2 separate regions of the Hordeum vulgare genome follow, and region 2 is linked to region 1. Evidence: chromatin contacts called from public Hi-C data. All regions are on one chromosome and are shown on one strand. Each heading gives the region's core, a stretch centred on a gene start, on an enhancer-like site or on the middle of the called end of the contact. The rest is flanking DNA. Distances are from core to core; before and after follow the strand shown.

The links. A called contact is a pair of places that touch in the nucleus more often than the background predicts.
Region 2: a contact with region 1 is called in a Hi-C map of leaf, with 8 times the contacts expected there. The contact joins the promoter of LOC123442902 here to the enhancer-like site in region 1. A contact is called at or near these places in 5 of 6 Hi-C or Micro-C datasets (leaf and seedling) and 1 of 1 datasets of contacts at active chromatin or transcription factors (embryo).

Annotation. Positions count from the first base shown.
Region 1 is chr3H:45,486,533-45,489,865 of MorexV3_pseudomolecules_assembly, reverse strand. No RefSeq gene overlaps it. Among protein-coding and RNA genes, the nearest start is that of LOC123442899, 140 kb to the right of the region's middle. Within about 2 kb of position 1,730, at least 2 of the 3 cell types and tissues checked have open chromatin away from gene starts, as enhancers often do. A contact at or near this core is called in leaf, where this site is marked.
Region 2 is chr3H:45,878,355-45,881,721 of MorexV3_pseudomolecules_assembly, reverse strand. It overlaps LOC123442902 (mitochondrial-processing peptidase subunit alpha-like), which reads right to left and starts at 1,551. Exons shown (of 13, transcript XM_045119082.1): 1 at 1,393-1,551; 2 at 1-213. The coding sequence starts at 1,428.

The DNA of each region.
Region 1 (3,333 bases), core at 481-2,980:
TTTTTTTTGAAACGAGGCAAAAGCTTTGCCTTATATTGATAAAGAAGGAGCAAGAACAACAGCAAGGTGGGGATGGCTTAGGCCATCCCAAAGGAAAAGGAAAAAACAAAAACAACAAACAGATCAGCCCACAAGATCCGCCAGATTTTTTGCTCCCGCTAGAATCCAATCTTTTGCTACCTCTCTTATCTTGAGCATGACCACCACCGGCAGAGAGGATTTCTTGTTGAAGACTCTCTCATTTCTTTCCTTCCAGATTTCCCAGGTGATGAGCATGATAGCCGTTTTTAGACCTTTGGGAGAGGAAGAGGGCGACCTAGCTAAGGCCTGCCAGTAGTCCACCACCTTGGGGCGACCAGAGCCCATGCTAAGCAGTAATTCCGGGCAGGAGAGCCAGGATGCCGCCGCGGACCACATCCTCTTGGAGTAACGGCATTCAAAGAGCATGTGTCTCGCCGTCTCAGGGGAGCACCGGCATAGCTGGCAGGAGGGCTGGTGTGGCCATCCACGGACCGATCGATACCTTGTAACAGAAGATCGATTGACGAGACACTGTTCGATCTTAACCGGCAGCATATTCCTTGGTTACAGTTTCTTTACTATTTCCATGGTTCAGATGCACATTGATTGTAGGACCATACGAAACAAAACAAAGCTCATGGTTTCATATATCCCCGTACATATATACTACAGTATAATACTAACATTTCGTAGTGGAGAGGGAGACACGTTCTTCCATTGAGTTCGTGCAACTCCCTCCTAGGACCTACCAAAGTACTATCATCGATCGAATCTGATTTGGGCAGATGCCTCTTCACTTGTCCGATATCATATATATAGATGCACGACCTGGCTAATGGAGTTGGCCTTTCTAGCTAGGGCACAATGCTACTTCTTCTATAATTGCTGCATGCTGGGAGAATAGAATATATCTTTGGAGTACAAAGAGTTAGGTAAACGATTCCAATATTCCTTGCGGTTCTGCTTTGCACTTCTGCCCTATTTGCTTCCGTTAATTATCACGAGTTTTTTTTAAGTAACCAATAAGCAGATACTACATCATAAATAGTACTCCCTCCATCACGGTTTAGAAAGCACGTTTGGAAAATCTCTGAAACCAAGGTAGTCACCGATTGGTTGTGAGATGTAGCAGGTGTAGATGCTAATGCGCCTAATCAACTGAAAAAATACTAGTACTAATGTATGAGCAACAAATTGGAAGGACGCATGCATGAATAGTACTAGTACTAATTAATAGGAGTAATTGTTTTCACGCCTTAAACGTGATCTATTTTGAAAACGCATGCAAGTTTAACTGTGTCTTCTAAACCGTGACGGAGGGAGTACACTATCTGATTCCAGATATTCTTCAAGCAAGCTATTTTTATATCGGCGACGTAGGTGTGTTTCATCCGTGAAACTTTGTCCTCCCACTGCAAGGCAATGTTAGTATTATACTGTAGTATATATGTACGGGGAAGAGCTTATGCAGCTGCCAAGGCAAAATTCGGCAAAAATCGGCTCAAAAATGTGGCTAGCGTGATAAGCTCTTCCAAACCAATCAACAATATATACACTACGTATTGCTCAGGCAAGAAAACACATCGACTGCCAAGTCCATTGGTCTATGTACATGCATGCATGCATGCATGCATACAACACCATAGATCAGTGGCGCGCATATTGCTCCGTGTCTGTCTCTTTCAATTGCGGGATCGATTCCGTGTCCTTTTCCCTCATACTCTCTCTCTCGCTCTCTCTCATGTGTTGTATGTATGGTGCGTAGGGGAAAGCGAGGGCTTGTCTCTCTTTCTCTTTTGGCTTGCAACGAAAAACAACTTCTTGGATTCTCTCTCTTTCTCTTTCTCTTTCTCTCTCTTCTCTTCTCTCCAGCAGGCGCACACAAGAACATAGTATTGGTTATGAAAAGAAAAGAAAAGAGAAAACGCATGCATCTGGCTAGCTGAGTTAACACATTGTTAGGCTCTTCCATGTGTCGTTTGATTCGGTCCCGTAAAGAAGTTGCAAGGGGAATTTGTGTTAGTGGGATTGGGAATAACAGAACATGGGGCCTCCCTTTTTGGATATATTCTCTCACTCCCAAGTGCCATGTTGAGCCATCTTCCTTTCCTCCTAAGCAATGGTTAGGCAAATCTTCTGATCAAGAACCTAGTAGAGTAATAGTACTATATGCGTGCATGTCACTTTGCGGCAATAATATGAAATCGCTTTGGGATCATAGCAAATCGCAGTTAAATTGGTGGGCATTTAGCATATGCGGATGCTTGCGGATGCGGATGTAAATATATACTAGCAAAAGAGTCTATGCGTTGCCACAGAAGAAGAAAAAAGCATAATATCCAATGATCATGGTCATATTTTGCTGCATCATCGAGATACACTATCACTATCAATTTCATGTAATCATGAAGGTTTTTAGGAGGTCTCTATTGGGGCCGCGGGGTTCTCCTATGTGAAACATTTTTTATTACTTATAGGTGGCATTGGGGGGAGGGTTGGTAATATTTTTTAACTTTGAAAACAATTTCCGTGACATACCGCCAGGAGTTAGCTGTGCATTGCAACGGGGGAATATTCTTTTAGCATACAGACGTGTCTCAATACTGCGGAAAATCAAATGAAGCAACTGGTTAGTTTTCTTTTAGACATGAAGAATGATTACACAATAAGATAACAAAACTTTCATAAACTTTGTCGTGATCACATAATAATAAGATAATAAAATTATCATATACTTTGTCAACCGTCCATGCATATATGATTTTGTTTTGACTATGCTAACCATGAAATTATCGTTGTATAAAGGTGCTAACTTCCTTTTCTGTTGCAACATAGATTTTTGATCCAATTTATTATTTGCATGGTGTGTTACACTTCAATTCACGGTTAGCTGCGATTTCCCCTATGCTAGCAAATATGTTTATACGTTGCAACGAAAGAAATAAATTATATGTCGCTAACCCAATAAGCATTGCTTAAGACCCGACACATATTCTTGTCTTCTATTTTAACGTGACGTCACACTCGTGTTGCTACTTGTAATCATTTGTCATTTCTTCCCTCGTCAACAGTGGTGACAATATCCATCAGATGGCAATGGATTTGAACGCGGTGAATTTCAAAGCAATGATTCCGGTTACAGCATGGCCCACATGTCATTGAACAGCATCAAGACAATAGATTGTTTGACAAGCACCTAGTTCGTATACAGGCCCGCATGTCATTGAAACGTACCAAGACAATAGATTGTTCTGATTCTCAAAAAATATTTATATTGTTATGTGCTTACTTCATGATGAAGAGCATGTTCTG
Region 2 (3,367 bases), core at 302-2,801, 390 kb before region 1:
AGGTAGTGTTGTGACTTTTGTCTTGCCAGGCTCCACATGATCAGCTAGCGGAGGAGGAATAGTGACTCCTGGGAGTGCAAAATCTGGAGGGGGTAGTGCATTTGAACGTGCACCTGTCAGCCAGCCCAAGAAGCCGCCTGATGACCTCTGTGCAACACTTGTGCTAGCAGACCTAACCGCAATATCCAACATTTGGGTATCCGCCCCATGCCGCTGCAAGTGGTAAACAATTGATATTATGATTATGCAGGTAAAGCTGATCTAACCAATATGAACAACTTCAATTAAAAGCCCAACAAAATCAAGCTGTCTCGATGATGAAATATTCTGCCTCCGCACAACGTATATCTACATCCAAGGCTATGGCTCTCCCTAAGGCTAAAACGATCATCGGTCAGTAAGCCCAACAATACTCACACTGACAAAAAAATCAAGCACATGCTACAGGCAAACACATCATGACCATTCAAAGTAAATATTGATGATTCCAGAGCATCATTTCTCTTTGTCTATGTCAACACAACATTCATTACAAGAAATATTGATAATGACATATTCTGCCTCCGCACAAGGTATATCTACATCCAAGGCTAGCTCTGCCTATGACTAAAACAACCATCGGTCTGTAAGCCCAACAATGCTTACACTGACATCAGAAATCAAGCACATGCTACAGGCAAACATATCATGACCGTTCAAAGTAAATATTGATGGTTCCAGAGCACCATTTCTCTTTTGTCTATGTCAACACAATATTTATAACAAGAAATGAAACAGATTGCATAGAGGGAATTTAACAAGCTATTCCAACTTTGAATAAAGCTGTTCCGAATCATACACTTGAGTACGCACATCATGAATCATAACAAGAAGTAGTGAAATAGAACACAACTAGAATGGTACTGGACCCAAAGCATGCATTTGCAAAGGACAAAGGACAAAACAAAGCAACATCATTAATGCCATGAATCATGTAATTTCACTAGGTCATATCGGAACCAAATCATCCCACCAATAATAAACCAACTAACGTGCAAACAACCGCAGAGATGACCCTTCCCATGATATTTACACTAGCATGCGCAACATAACAAACTCGCCACACACTCGTCTTCGCACCTGAAATCCATGCTTTCCCAATTCAATATACCAGTGCAAACATTCCGACAGCGATTCCTACTTGCGGCGCCCAGAATGGCTCCACTACACGCTCACGCATCAAATCCGCGTGACCCCGAACCACGGATGCTAGTCCGGTACCAATCGCGACGCGACCATGAGCTGTGTCCATTCGGATCGGACGCATCGCGGCGTGATGGGTGCTACGGAGCCACTAGATCTAGCGAATCGGAGGGGACGGGAGGTTAGGGTTTCGGGAGGGGGACGGCTGACCTTGAGGGCGCCGAGGCCGGAGGCGGCTCGGTACATGGTGGAGGGTGCCTGTGAAGATCTGTCGACGGGGTCGTCGCCGGCGGCGCGGCGGATGCGGCGGAGGGGGGAGATGGGGACGGAGACCGTGAGACAAGTGGAAGGCGACAATTCGTGAGAGACTGGTTGCGCATATAGAAGTGGGTGACATCGGGAATTCGTTAACGGGCCGGCCCTGGCCGGGCTATTTCGGTGGAGATTGGGCCCATTTGTTGCCCTTTAGTACTGTTGGGCCGGGCCGGCTTGAAGCTTTGGGCTGCGCTTTGCTAAAGAAAAGAAAATCACCTAAAAACAGCTATCTCTAAAAAAAAACCGCGCTCATCGAGACGGGCAAAGCGATCACCGCCGCCACGTGCTCTGGGTCTCCGGCGGTGTCAGCGGGGGCATGGTCAGCACACGTCGACGCGCGGGGTGATGGATGTGGTATGATCGGCGACGCGATTGGCCTCGAGCCCTCGATTGCGTGCCATTGGAAGAGTAGATTGCATCGCTCCGGCGAGGAGCTTGGAGCTTCCAGTGGCGGCCGCCGTCGTGGTTGGCGCCGAGCAGGTGATCTGTTTGATCAAATGCCAGTTAGGCACTGTACTTCGTATCCTCAGGATGCTGGTATGTGTTTTTTGACTTGTCACGTTTGTTACCTTGCTGCTTTTGTTGCATCTCCAAATTGCAATTGTGTCTGGCAAAGTTGTTTCGTGATGTGGAGATTGCATGGCGTGACTAGCGTATGAATCGTAGGTCCGTCGTCCACCTGCTTGATGAAGCAGCAGGTTTAGGCATTTAGCTACCAGATTCTCTGAATTTGTTGGGCTCTTTATCTCAAATGTGTTTGCCGTGCGTAGCGCAGGGTTGGTGTGTGAAGGTGCTTGGTCATTGCGGGGCTTCATTAGGGTCGATCGTATTTTCTTCAGCAGTTATTGCTCTTCGATTTTATCAGATCATATTTATCATATCGGCTGGCGCTAGGGATGCAAGCAATTGTGCCGAACCATTTTCTTATTTGATTGATGCCAAGGATTTGGTTATCTGCGAGAGTGCATTTGTTTTTATCTCTCAATTAAATTGTTTGGAATGCCCCTTTTTTCCCAAAGAAAATCCGGTAACCGGTAGGGAATAGCTGGAACAAGCTGCTAGTTAGCCGGAACTCCTAGTTAGCTTCGTTCATAATTATATATAGTAAAGGCCTGTTGCACCTCCGGATAGTATTGTTGCTAGAAGTGCAATGTCAATACAATTTGTGTACCGACGATGATTGTATGTAAAGACAACTTTGTCACAACTTGTTCTCTTGCATCTGGAATTAGCAAATTTCCCCTGTTAGAATGGTTGTGTGTGTATTACTTCCTGAAAATGACACCACTGTGTGCCATTTGTTGGTGAGCATTTGAGCCAAACATGTGTATCAAAATGCATTTCCATTTGTGTCACTGTTGGAAGTTGAGGTTTGAGTGGGGGAAAGTGCACTTCTACACCCGAGCTCATTTTGAGCTCGGATGAACAGTAATTCGTAAAATATTTTAAAAATGTTCCAAAAAGTCAGATTTTTTTTTACAGCATACTTTGACAAATGTTTTAGTACCTTGCAAAATTTCAGCACGAAATCACATTTTTTGAAGTCGTGGCAAGAAAAACAAAATTAGCGATCCAAAATGCTTTGAAAGTAGCATTTTCAAAATTTCAATTTTATTTTGCCACTACTCCCACAAATGTGATTTCATGATGAAATTTCTGGACACTTAGAACATTTGTCAAAGTTTTCTAAAAAAACAGATTTTTTTGAATATTTTTACAATATTTTTCGAATTTACTGTTCACCCGAGCTGAGCTGGGGGTGCAAAAACATCATGTCCTTTGAGTGGTTGCTATTGAGTTCTTTGGGCATACATGCCATATTCCCCCTGTTTTCACTAGAAGGGTCTACACATCTTGAGCAGTTAAGTGT